Regions from separate parts of the Mus musculus genome. Here region 1 is linked to region 2. Evidence: chromatin contacts called from public promoter capture Hi-C data. All regions are on one chromosome and are shown on one strand. Each heading gives the region's core, a stretch centred on a gene start, on an enhancer-like site or on the middle of the called end of the contact. The rest is flanking DNA. Distances are from core to core; before and after follow the strand shown. Region 1 overlaps Rims1 (regulating synaptic membrane exocytosis 1). Region 2 holds the start of Pkhd1 (polycystic kidney and hepatic disease 1).

Region 1 (6,898 bases), core at 3,581-6,080, 1.7 Mb after region 2:
TACCTGTTCATACAAGCTAAAAACAAACTTGGCACCTTGTCATTGGAACAGATACAAATTTACAAATACACCAAAGGATGTTTCTTGATGCATCGTTTTAAGGATTTATGCAGTGTTAATAGTGCAGTTTGGAAATTAACATTGAGCTGAAACCCTTGGAATGCAAATGGTTAGGTGGGTTAAACTAATTTAGCATAGAGATCAAACAACCCTAGAACCTTAAAAATAAAGTGTCCACACGTAGACATTTTGCTTAAGGAACCCACGACACAGCAATGACACAACCTAAGCCACTGGTCTCAGTGTTCCTTATGACCATAGCGAAAAGCAGTGGCTGATCCTTCCAACTGCAGGCTCATCCATACTCAATGAACTCTGGGCTATTTCATGGTGATCACATTTCATTTGCTCGGACTTTATCCGGATAAATCTAACAGTCAAGGCCTCCAGCATCGCAAAGCTTCACTTTTTAAGTAAAATGTGACACTAGCTCGCTACTGCCATATGCAGTGTCACCACAATGGAAAGGATCCTGGGTCATCGTAAAACAATGCCGTTAAGTAAAACCACCCTGGGCTCCAGTGTTCTCCTTAGAAACTAGGAAATTCTTTTTTCCAAATTCAATTCTAAAGCAGAGAAGTGAGAAGCAATTATGCTCTCGATATTGCCCTTAAAAAACTACAAAAGAAAGTAAAAATTTCTCTGTGTGTGTGCTACCTTAAATTCTAGGTAAGCTGATAAAAGCAGTATTTCTCTAAAAATAAAATTACATTTGTTCAAATGAAAATAAGTGACCTAGGTCTGAATCAATCTGAAGCAAACAAACCAACGAACAACGTCCCAAAAGGTGCTCCCTCCTGGATATGAAATCACCATGTGTGCTAGATTAAACATCACACACACACACACACACACACACACACACACACACACACGCGCGCGCGCGCGCGCGCACGCACACACACACACACACACACACACACACACACACACACACACACCAGTTCCAACTGTACAATGAAGCCCTGTTCTGGACTCTGCTTCACAAGGAGGATTGATGGGGGAAGGATTCATCACCAACCCATACCTTCAGCATGTTTAGAGATTGAATCTCTGATGTGGTAGTTTCCAGTGGGTTTCCAGAGCCACACGGCTTATAATGGAGAGCTTGGATATTTTAGCTGCTTGTTTTAAAACAGCTACCAAATTTCCAGTTCTCTGCATGAGCAGTAAGCATTTTTAATCATTGAGACTTCTCGCCAGCTTCTTCTTTCCACAGGTATCGGAGCAAGCACAAGTTACAAAGATAATCTTGTAGATATGATTGACAGCACAATCAGGGAACCCGATAAAGAAGTGAGCTCATTTTAGGTAATCAGACAGGACTGATGTCCATTACGAGAGTGGATTTGCAGTTTCCTTGGTGAAACAGACACTCTTCCTAGGACTGCAGGCTCATCTAGCACATCAGAACTCTATCCTGCCCATCTTTTGTGGCTTGCTGTGTGGCTTACAGCTTCTATAAGCCAATTGCTTATAATATTAACCTTTTTACATGTACCTTCTACATATTCTGCTTTTCTGGCTGACTGTAGTGGCCACTTAATAGGCTCAAACTGTCCTTCTAGAAATTTCTCATGTCCATTAGTGCTCTGGTATCACAATCAGTATCAGAACATGATTGAGATTCTTACTCTCTTGGCCCCCAGTTCTTTAGCCAAGTGGTATCCATAATTTTAGAATCTGGATATATCACGTGACCTTGTGCAACTGTGGCATCTTAGCTTTCAAAGAGATGGTATCAGGGTCCGTGTTCTACTTCCACCCTCTTTATCATATTCATGTATGTTATCTGCAGGGCACCTACAGTCAGTTTTCACCTACTTTGCCTTGTTTACCTTTTCCTAACTCCTGTCTGCTGAATGCAGGCTTCTAGCATCCCAAATCTGCTTCATCTGTTGGCAATTCCTCTGTCCTAGCTTCTCCTATACCATCTGCTTCTCCTATACCTTCTTCTTCTCCTATACCATGATGAACCCTCCGCTTCTTTTATACCATGTCTTTCTTACTCCTCTCTCAAGTCTTTTAAGATTATTGATGATCTCTCTGTGCAACCTGCTCTGACCGGCCTAAATGCCTTTGATGATGTTTTCAAAATAACTATATCCATTATTCCGCAATTAATAATTTGGTAATTGACCCTGGTTTGCTTTTTGGAAACCTCACTTTAATGACACATACATAATACACTCTTACCTGTCTCTAATTTTTAATCTGAACACACACACACACACACACACACTTCCATTTATCTCTACCTCAGAACTAATACACACAATGGTTTGAAAGAAATGTTCCGTAGCAAATGCCTGATGAGTGAGTTATTTTGTAAGACTTGTGGAACTTTTTAAGTTTAAAAATGTTTTATATTGTGATATTAATATTGATATTGATGTTAATGCATTGTCTTGAAGATGTATAAGGAAGCAAGGATTAGGGTGAACAGTGATGTGTTTGTGTGTCAGGCTGACAAAGGGTTAACTGTGCTGGCTAGGTTCATATCAACTTGACACATGCTATAGTCATCTAAGAGGGGAAACCACGGTTGACAGATTATTTCCATAAGATCAGGCTGTAGGTAAGCCTGAAAGACATTTTCTTAATTAGTGATTGATGGGGGGAGGGCTCACCCCATTATACACTGCTGGTTTTGGGTTCTATAGGAAAGCAGGCAGAGAAAAGCCTTGGGAGCAAGCAAGTAGGCCTCTGTATCACCTCCGGCCTCCTGGTTCCTGTCCTGTTTTAGTTCCTAGCCTGACATTTTTCAATGATGAACAGTAATGTGGACACATAAGCCAAATAATTCCTTTCCTCAAAAAGTTGCTTTTGGTCATGGTGTTTCATCACAGCAACAGAAGCCCTAACTAAGAGACTCACTTGGGGTTAGAAATGCAGACAACACCGATTCTGTACGGGTGCTTCTACTCCAAGTTTAAAATATGAGGAAGAAAAAGAGAAATCCATTCACAGAGGCGGGAAAACAATCTCTTGCTACTTACATGCAAGCTCAGATACAAAGCAAGAGGCATTTCACTGAGTTGGCTAAGGGCAAAGATGGGGTAAAACTAAGCAGATGTTAGGATTCCTTTTAAGACAGATGACTGAAACTATATTGGGAATTAGGGGAGGGAACGAATAAATCTCAAACGTATTACAGCCACCCTAAGTGTATTTATGGTTTCATTCCATTTCATAATCCCCGCCTCTGAAGGTAGATGTTAAACGTTGAGCTAAAAATTGTGGATTGATTCCATACAAGTATTAGTCAGGGCATCAAAGGTATAAACAGAATAAAAACTACAGGGAAGAGACTCTTCTTTAATATGTTATAAAACCCTAAATAGGCAGAGCATCTTCTGGCTTTAAAGCAGTCTTAGAAGCAATGACGGGAACTGCTGGTAAAGACTGAAGTGACCACGCACATTAGCTGTTGGGGAAGTACCCTGTTTTTTGAATACACAGATGTGAAGCTGTCATTTTCGAGAGTGTTCTCAGAATGGCCTTGGTGTCAGTGCTGGTGACGATGATAGGCACCTCCAACTCCCTCCCTGTTGTCTATAACATCAGCATATGGCCGAACAGAGGAAGAATCAGTATGCAGTTATCATAGTATACATCTGTGTATACATCCTCTTGTCTCCCCCCCCCCACCCACTATAACAACCACCCTCAAGTCTACTTAAGATTTCATTAAACTGTTGATACATTTGTTTCTTGTGACCTAACAAGATACTCTTCTCTGGCTCTCCTCTGAACACGACAAAAGCAAAGGACGTTCCTGGACTCCAGCTAAGAAAATGTGACTTGTTATTTCCAAATGCAAAGTAAAATATACTTCTTGATATTTTTTTTAAAGCCCGTATACAATAGTGACATTTACTTGTAGTTAAAACGGTTATATTATATGTACCATACCTAACAGTTTGGAACAGAAATAAGACAACTTTAAAGAACAGTGCAACTTTGGAGCAGCATCAAGAGTGCAATTTGGTGCTAGTGAGAGTTCACCTTTGAGGTTCCTAAAGAGCTTTAAAATCCGGTGAGTTTAGCTTTAAAGCTAATCAGGGCTGAGAAACATGAATGTGCAAGTACAGTGGCCATTGCAACATCCCTCTTTAAGTACTTTACCTACACATAAAATACCCCTCCCTTCCCCTTTTCATTCAGTTTCTGGTAATCTTAAGTTATAACAGCAACTTTGAAAGCAGTTGTGTACTACAGAAGGGCTTAGGAAAACAGGAATCTGGCTCGTCAGTTCAGCTCTAGGAAAAGTTATAAATTAACCATCACGCTCCTGTTAGGAGTTACTAAATACAAGCAGGGAGCACTGACTTACCTTGCTTGTCTTGAATCAATTAAGCAGCAGCAGGGAGTCCTTCCCAGGAGAAGAGCAAAGAAGCTGTGACCTAGCCTGAATGCTGGAAGGCTCCTTCTGTCTTTGAGTGACCTAGTGTGAATGCTTGAATGACTCCTACTGTCTCTGGGTGGGTATTTATCAGACCTCTCAGTGAAATAACACTTCTCTCTCTCTCTCTCTCTCTCTCTCTCTCTCTCTCTCTCTCCCCCCTTCCTCTTTCTCCCTCCTGCTCCCTCCCTCTCTCTTTCTCACACAGAAACACAGCATGATTAAATTGCTTCTATCAAGAATGCCTTTTCTACAGCTTATTATAGAATGGGGGCATTAAGAACAAAGTCATTGGGCAATCTTCTATGTATCAACAAATAAATGTGGAAACTGCTAAACAGCTACGAACTGAAAGCTGTTATGCCGTCACATTTTAAACAAGCTGTGCAATGGAGATACGCAAATAAAATTAATCTCAAGCAGGCTTTACTGAGTGTCTCTGACCATGTAAGCAGCACTGAAGCACAGCTCAGAACTAAAGCTTAATTTCAAGTATGAACCTGTTGGAAAGATTTTCATGGGGTCAGAAGATATTTTCTTATCAATATTTTTCATCAAATCCACTTGGTGCTTGTAAAACACATTTAACTTATACTGACTTAAATTGTCAAAATCATGACTTTTAAGACGTCCTTATTAGATACTTCTAGACTCCGGGTGCTTTTCTCGTGTCCTTTCCTACCCAAGCCATCCTCTGCCAGGAGACAAGCGGCAAGGGAGGGCAGAGGCTGAACTTAATTTCTCATGTGAACTTGAACTTTCCTATACCTGCCTTCTGCTCTTTGAGTTTCAGACATACTTCCGTGGACCCTCATCAGAATACTCATGGTCTGCTGTAGTTCCCAAGTACGGCCAGGGGAGCTTAGGAAAGTTAGTACTCCAAAGTGTCAAAATTACAACCATTAATCAAAACAAATTTCCCCGAATAAAAGCTGTTTAGATCCCGCGTAAACCCTTGTGGACTACCCTACCCTGGGAGGGAGAACTGCAGCACTGAGCAGTTCACCATAAGAGGGTCCCCTTGGGTCTCCTTGTTCCAAAATGGCACAGAGAATTCGGAGAGACTGGGGTCCAGAATGTTTGACATTTTCTTCTTCTCTCCTCCAGGACAGGGCACATAAAGGATAAGATACTTTGATAAAATTGTCTCAACATAGTTACAAGTAATATTTTGGAATTGTGACAAGGGATGGAAGTCTGTGTACCTCAAAATTTCTGGCTGTTGCTGCTTTCAAAACCAGGTACATGAACAAGGATGGGACATAAACACCATTGCAAGGGAGAGGGGAGGAAAGGAGAGAGAAGGGAAAGAGGGAGAGGATGGTAGCAGTCACAGGGTTTGACTTCTCCCACTTTCTGGTGCCTCTGCGTTGAACCCAAACCATACACCCAGACTCCAAAGTTATAGGCAGATGCTGCTGGGGTCTTAGCCTACTTTCTAGATGCCCACTTTTTTGTTTTCAGCAATGTTGTTTTGTGGGCACTGGTGAGCTCCTTACATCAGCAGCATCCGTATTTCTCTCTCTCTTGAGGTGCCAGGAATGTAGGACTGCACAAGCAGACCCGAATCCCTAGCAAAAGCAGGCACTGGAGGAATGGTACAGGCTCCTTGTTCTCAGTAGCAGTCACTCCTCTCTAACTTGTACAAGCTCTTCCTGCCCACTGATCTTATTTGTAGAGTACATATTAAATATTGCCTCCCTTTCCCTACCTCCCATGTCTCACAGTCATGGGAATACATGCTTGGATTGTGCCTTGAATAAACCTCTACAAATCTTTGAGGTCTTTCTCTTAGGGGATCCCAACCAACGCTGTCACCTAAGAGAAGCTTCTTATTGTGTTTTTCGAAAATGTGCAACTATAGTTGAACCAATATTAAGGAAAAGCAGAAGCATATGTTTTTTACTAGCAAACTCACTATCATTTTATTATGATTTAAATGCTATAATCTAATTGATCTAGAATAAATTACTTTATAATAGCATATGGGGGCTGCGTGCGTGTGTGTGTGTGTGTGTGTGTGTGTACATGTATGCATGTGTGTATGTGTGTATGCATGTGCACATGTTTCCAAGCATGTATAGAGGCTAGAGGTCATGTGTCTTTCTCAATTGCTCTCCATGTTGGTTTTTGAAACACTGTCTCCCAGGAGCAAACCTGGAGCTCTTTTATCTAGACTGACTGGCCAGGGAGCTCCAGGGAATCTACCTGTCTCTGCCTTCTAAGTGCTCTTCTTACCCTTACACCCAACTTCTGTGTTGGTGCTCTTCATCCAAAATGAGGCTGTGACATCTGAAAGGCCAGTAGCTACAACATTTACATCATGGTAACTTGGTATACTTAGATGACAGCACAAATCATATTGAGATGAAAATTTTCTGCATTTTCTAAGAAATAAGTATTCTGACACACACACATATGTATGTATGTGTG
Region 2 (7,043 bases), core at 628-3,127:
ACAAGAAACATTATAGAAAACCACCGCTCACTCATCTTGTCTCAATAGCTATTTAATGCATGTTTAAACCAATTCACCATTGTGCAAAAAAGGTAATCTTAAGAATAACTTTTAGTTATCTGGGCACTGGTAACCAGTCAGGGTTCCATGTTGCTTTCTCATACCCCAGCTTCCCTTCCTATGATGGTCAGATTTGAACCCTACATGATAGACACATTGTATTTCTTGTTAGCAATCAAGCAAGGCTTCTATCCGCTGATCTCTACCTCGGCCATTAAATCTCTCATGGCTTTATCAGCTTGTTCTCCAGTAAATCTTTCCTCAGTAGTCTCTCTCAAATTTCCCGTTCACACCCTAGGAGCCGAAGCCAGATACTATCTGTGTGCTGTCATGCCAGCCTTGCCTCTAGAGATCACTCTGAAACAGTCCAGAGACCAGTTATCCATTTCCATACAGGTCATAATATAAGGGCCTGATATAGTATTCAAAGACTTAATTCTTTGATACATTTTTAAATACCACACATCTGATTTTACAGATCTAGAATAAATGGCTTTTTCTCCATGCTGAAGGAAACAGAATTCACATAGCCTGGCCCTATGAAGGCTGAGAGTTCCTCTCTAACACCAGGCAGAAGTGAATAGACAAATATTCCTAAAACTCTAGCTCTGAGGGTCTCTGAAAGTTTGAAAACCGTAATGAATAAGTCCATATCATTACATATACGTTAATGTAAATTTCTACAAAAACACTCAATGTGGTAGCAGTTACAACCGTTTCAGAACGCCCCAGTAGTTTCACGACAAGAATGTCTAGCAATGTCTGCCTGCCCAATTGTAGTGAATTTATCATACAGGTGTGTCCTGTTTAAGATGGCCCAAAAGAGATAATAACTTCTATTTAGTTCAGGACTGGGAAAGTTTATTACATACCCAATAGATGCTGAACATTGTACTGGAAGCCAGGGGAAATAAAAGTCTGTCCTTAGTCCCCAGCAAAGAGGAGGCGTGGAGTCTTTTGAGGTTTGAAAGGAGTGTTGATGTTACCAGGTGTCCTTTTACCTTGTAAAATTTCCTACACCCTTCAGTCTATTTGTAATTGAATTCAATTTACAAACATCCAGCGTTCAAAAGTGCATGTCCTACAAAAGCACAACAGGAGCGAGGATTCCATACCTAGCCCAAAGGCACGGGACCCAGCTTGCATGTTCTGCCAGGTGTGCAGGCCAATCTGGGCATACTATTTTATAATAATTCATCTTAATGTCCGGCCCCATGCTTAGAGCAAGCATAATAACACCCCACTTAGAACAACAGAAATAAGCACCCCACAATGAGCTCCAATAAACTTGAAGTTCAGAAATACCTATTTTTTTTCCTCCAAAACAAAACAGTCATATGAACCATAAATGTCACTTTGCTGGGTGGGGATTCATTCAAGTCTGCTCATCCTTCCTGGTGATCAACACAGTGTCCAGTTTCTTTTAAGGGGAATGTTTCAGCCACAGAGACGTGCACTGTGCATTGAGTTTAGTCCTCTTCCTGTCTGCGTTCTCTTTCTTCTGCCCCTCCCGCATCCCTCTTCTCTCAGCATCCCCTCCTCTGGGAGCCTAAAAGACAAGTTTCCGTGCTCTTACTGTGGACCTCCCACTCCCACTTCCTTTTGCTTACTGCAATGACAGTGGGAGATGCAGCGCTAGAAAAGGAAGTCTTTTTCTGAATCAAACAGTACCTGATGCTGTGTCAGCCTTGTGCCTCAAATGAGAGAAACCGTCCCCTTCTAAACGAAGCCGCGTTATTCGGTGACAGGCCAGCCTGCAGCTAGCTAGCTAGCTAGCTAAGATGCAGGTAGCTCACTTCCTGTTGGACTGGAACTCACCTAACTCGCTTGTGTCCTGGCTAAACGTGCACCAGAGTGAAAGTTCACAAATGACCACAGGGCAAGTTTAATAATTAACGCGAGCCACTTAGAGACCCAAAGAAAGGGCTGCTTACATTTTTCTCCACTTACTGCATGTGTCTCAGACAAGAATTAAAAAAAAAAAAAGAAAAGAAAAGAAAAAAATAGTCTAGCCAGTGTGACCAGTGGGCACTCAGTAACTGAAAGGAGGTGCCAGAAAGACAGCCAGTGAGCAGAGACCCCAGCAGGAACTTACATGCTCCATGAGTGCTCTCTGCCTGATCCTGCACCCTATGCTATGGGCTTTCAGTGGTGGTCCACTACACTTGATGTCTTATTGGTTTCAAAAATATGGCACAGCCTGGGGTTCAAAGGTCACTAGAGTAGATCATTTCCTTCATGGAATACTGTTGCTGTCTTGTGCTTGCTTTTTCTGCAGGTTCAGATATATTTCCTTTGTGTGCATCTTCAGGCCAAGGCTACTAACAGCTTATACTATTGCTAGCTTGCAAGTTTTTAATACCACCCCTTTATGCCTTTTCTAAATCTTGGCTGCCCTTCTAGAACTAATCCCTTTAATAATTTTTTATCTCAAATATGCCTTCTATTTCCTATTAGGACTCTAAGGTTATATATACTCTGAGAGATAACTAAGTTCCCGTATTGGCAATATACAGTTCACAGTCATCAAAACTCGAGTGTACCTTGCTAAATGATTCAGCAGGGTTGAGCTGCTCAATAGTGTCTGACGTATATAAGCTATTCCCAGAACTCTGTGTACATCACGTAGGGGAAAAATACTATGTTTATTCTTCTATAAACCCAAATAGATTGCACTGTGCTTTCTATAGAGTAGACTCATCCATAACGTGGATTATATTAGGGATATATTTGAAATAGACCTAGGCAATGAAAGCAAAGTATTGAAACTGAGAATGCCTGGGGCCTCTTTTGGTTTGGGCTTTTCCCCTTTCCTTACTTTGAAAAAAAATTATTATATTGTCTACAACTTATATCCATATTTCTGAAAGAAAGAGGGCAGATCACCAGGTGGACAGGACAGCAGCATGACTTTCCACTGAAGAACTTCATTAGGCGATTAGAGCAAGCTTTTGTCTTCCAGGGTCAACTCTTGAGATGCTTCACCTCACATTGCACTGCCAGAACCTCCCTGGAGAAAAAGCCCCCCTTTTCCTCTCTGGGATTCCTCTCTTGTCTTGCTTGCTTTTCTTCAGCCCTCTTCTCTTCATGAAGATACAAAGGAAAGGAAAGCAAATCCCTCTGGGTGTGATTTCCCATCATCATACCCAGAATCATACATCATACATCAGAATCATGGGCTCAGATTTTGAGGCAGCTTGACTCCACCCAGGGCCTAACCTAAGGGTAAAACATTAATGTGAGACTTTCATTAACAGACTTTCTTTCCTGCCAAGGGCCATACAGAGGGAATGACAACTGGCTTTGGAACTCATGGAATGCAGCCCACTGGCTAGCACAGGCACACGGGTGAGCCACGGTTGAAGCATGACCCCAAGGACCACGTGTCCTGAGGACTTCACACTGCTATGGAGTTCTGCTCTGCTTGCTGCCCTCACACCCCTGTTAATCTGAGAATTGTATGAAAACTCTAAGGGGGCTTCCAGCCCCTAACTGGGCAGCATCTCTGGCATTCACAGTAATAGTGCTTGATCTCTTTCAGTCATTGCTGCTGGAGCAGATTAATGATTCAATCACCACCCTAGAGAAGAACTGAGAGATATAGATCATCAACAATGACCACCACCCTTAGAAAGCATTTGGAAAAATAAACTTGTTAGTGAAGTTAGGTTATGATGTTTCTGCTACAGACTCTGATATAGAAAATCTTAGGGAACAATTTGAAGTTCAGAAAGGCACACTCTTATTAGTTAAGCAAGGAACATTTATGGTCAGGGAACAAGAACAATGGCAGCACTGGGGAACGTGTCTCACTGAGGCTGGACTGCTGATGGTTGATTTCTTATACCCATTTTTATGCTCAGCTTCCTGATGTGGTTTAATAAGAATTTCTGATGTGACGATGTGCATTCTGGGGATTTAAAGTAGATATGACAAATTTTTTATATAAAAGTTTAGATTTGTGATTCATTTAAGATTCTTATGGGATTACTTTTAAAGATAAATAATAAAATAATTAAACCTTTCTTGAATCTATGTGGGTGTGCTTGGGAATAACTTGTTTTCTTTACCTGCACTATGTAATATTATATCATGTATAGGTATTGGGAACATACTGGTTTTTCATAGTCATTCACTAGAAGAGACTAGAATAAAATCATATTGTAAATTTATAGGGCTTGAAAGATTTTTATGGGACACACAGACTATCGGAGAAATGTAAATAAAGAAAATATTCAATACAATAAAAAAAGAAAAGAAAGAAAGAAGAAAACCATGACATCAGGCAATTTGCATGGGTTTTGGAGTTTTCAGAGTGCATAAGAGTTCCAGTTTTGAAGCAAAAGAACGTCTCACATTAATCAAGATGACTAATACTCTGAAATCTCAAAATTTAAAAATAAACGTTAAGGGACTTGAAAAAATGAATATGGGATATGTGATATTTTTAGACTCATCTTGTTCCAAGAGAGAAAAAAAAAACCTGACACTTTCTATAACTTGACACTCGGACTGGGTAGACTTTAGCTGCTCTCTCAGTTTTATTCCTGCTATGTCACACTAGACAGATGTTGCAGTAGTCAGTGTTTCCTAAATCAGAGAGACATTCCTTTCTTTGAATTTGGAGAGTATCATATCACTGCATGTCAGTTTCTGAATTACAGCCAATTTTTTCTCCCCATGTTCAGCAGAATTTAAAATAAACCATACCAGTAGGGAGTGACAAGACTAAAGCAATTAATTTTTTTCCTTTTTATACCTTGCTGCTGAGGTGTAGAAGCCCACCTGAGCTTTCAGAAATGTCTCTCACACTTGGATTTAAAATGGTGAATCGTGTATTTCTGAAGCCCTGTTGAATGCTCGCTGTAGTGGCAGAATGCTATAATATTGTCAGTTTTTGTATCTTAAATAATTTTCAAAATGGAAGAAATGGTTGCCCCCTCCCTGTAAAATGTTGCACCGTTAAAACGGCATGGTGTCTGATATGATATGAGCGATACAGATGAGGAAAATCCTCTAGAATAATGAAGACATCAAGTAACGAGTCAGATCATTCAGGGGGCAACTATCAGGAGCATAAGACCTATTCAGATATCTTATTTGAGAAGCTAAGTAGCATGGCAGGATTTTAGAAGCTGGTCACAAATTCTTTGTCAATTCTATCTTTAAGTGTAGAGACTATATTTCTTACCTTATAAATCTGAATAGATCTTTGAACTTGCTCACTTAACACCAGAAGGCAGCAACAATCCCACTGTAATTAAAAAAACAAAGACAAGCATGTGTCAGATTCTCAACATTTTTTCCAGTACTGTGAATTGAATTTGGGGTCTCAAACGTATTAGACAAGTACTCAGCCACTGAGCTTATCACAAGCCCTCTAGAATTTTTATTTTGGGACAAAAATCTTACTAAGTTGCTGAAGCTGACCTTGAACTCCTTGCTGTAGTCCTGAAATTCGCTTGCTTTGGCCTCTGGAGTTGATGGATTAAAGGTCTGTACTGCTAAGCTGGGCTTTAGATACTCAGCATTTCAAAGAGGTGTCTGCTCTCCCGCCACTGTCAAATTGGGTCATATGTCTCTGTGGGTTAGTTGGGTGGAACTGAAAAGACTCTAGCAGCTTAAAGCAGTATCCAGGTGGCTCACAGAAGCTCAACATAGTAGATACTCAGGAGACATCTGTTGAACGTACAGATGAACAACGTCAAGTATATCAAGTGTCTGATGCAGATAGTTAATAATTACTAGCTTTATGGAGTTCTTTGCTAACTTTTTCATTATTTCACTTACACATCAGAAAGGTCCTACCATGTTTATTTGGACTGATGCTTTGAGGGTCCTTTCCATCATGGTGGGGAAATTCGCAGAGCTCACATTACATCCACAATCAGAAAGCACGGATGAACACTGTTCCTCAACTCACATTCTTCTCTTTAAACAGCCCAGAACCTCAGTCCATAAAATAGTATCACCCACCTTTTAGAGAAAGTCTTCCCACCTCAGTGAACTGAATAGAAGCTCCACCATAGGCATGCGCAGAGCTTGGTGTCCCTCAGTGATTCTAGATCTGGTGAGATTGGCAATCCATGTTAATCATCACAGTAGGTATCGAAGAGAGGTGAATATTTCTGTGTGGCTGAGAGCACTAGAAGCTTGGTGGCATAGGCCATCCATCTCATGAAGAACATTTCAGCCATGTCTTGGAAACTGTGTTCTGCCATGTAGAGTTGGGAAGACTGTCCATATTTTTATGTCATCCAATGATATTAAAAGACACTGAGAGAAAACTGAAAGATATAGAATGGTAGAGAGGGGAAATGTACATAAAAATAAACAATGAAGTTTTATTAACTATTCTATAGGGAAGAAGAGTAAAAACACTAATACTACTAATAGCAGCTCCAGTTCTGGCACCAGTCAGAGCTCAAAGGAGACAGAAAAATATTCTATACGAATATCACATATAGCTAAAGAGAATTTTACTAGTGCTATAATACAGCTTAATGGGACAGGAATGATGAGTGCGGTTCCTAGTTTGGACAGTTATAAAAATGGAAATGGTGAGTGAAGTTGTGGGATGTGGTGTGAGCACCCAGTTTCTACCCCATTGCTAGGCTAGTGCACCCATCCACAGCTTGTGCTTCCTTCATAGCTGAGCCCTCTGAAGAGGGATGCTCGAGCTGTAAGAGCCATCTTACCATAAAATGCCTACAAGATTACATAATTCTGTTGGGGGGTTGGGGAGGTTGGGACATGCCTTTAATCTAAGCACTTGGGAGGCCAAGTCAGGTGGATATCTGAGTTCAAAGCCAGCCTGGTCTACAGAGTGTGTTCCAAGACAGTCAGAGCTACATAGAGAAGCTCTGTCTCAAAAAAAAAAAATTGAAAAAAAAAATGATATACTTCCCGCAAGTGCTGAGGTTCCTTGGCTAGCTGATGCAGGATGTGGAAGGCAAGACCTCTCTTCACAGAGGCGTACAAAG

What was found. Promoter capture Hi-C pulls out the DNA fragments that hold promoters and counts their contacts.
Region 1: a promoter capture Hi-C map of liver shows a contact between it and region 2, with 4 times the contacts expected there. The contact joins the enhancer-like site here to the promoter of Pkhd1 in region 2. A contact is called at or near these places in 5 of 39 promoter capture datasets (the C10 cell line, hippocampal neurons, liver and 1 more).

The regions. Positions count from the first base shown.
Region 1 is chr1:22,311,336-22,318,233 of GRCm38.p6, forward strand. All of the region lies in intron 30 of Rims1 (regulating synaptic membrane exocytosis 1), which reads right to left. Among named protein-coding and RNA genes, the nearest start is that of Kcnq5, 350 kb to the left of the region's middle. Within about 2 kb of position 4,831, at least 4 of the 459 cell types and tissues checked have an H3K27ac peak or open chromatin away from gene starts, as enhancers often do. A contact at or near this core is called in liver, where this site is marked.
Region 2 is chr1:20,616,180-20,623,222 of GRCm38.p6, forward strand. It overlaps Pkhd1 (polycystic kidney and hepatic disease 1), which reads right to left and starts at 1,878. Exons shown (of 67, transcript NM_153179.3): 1 at 1,732-1,878.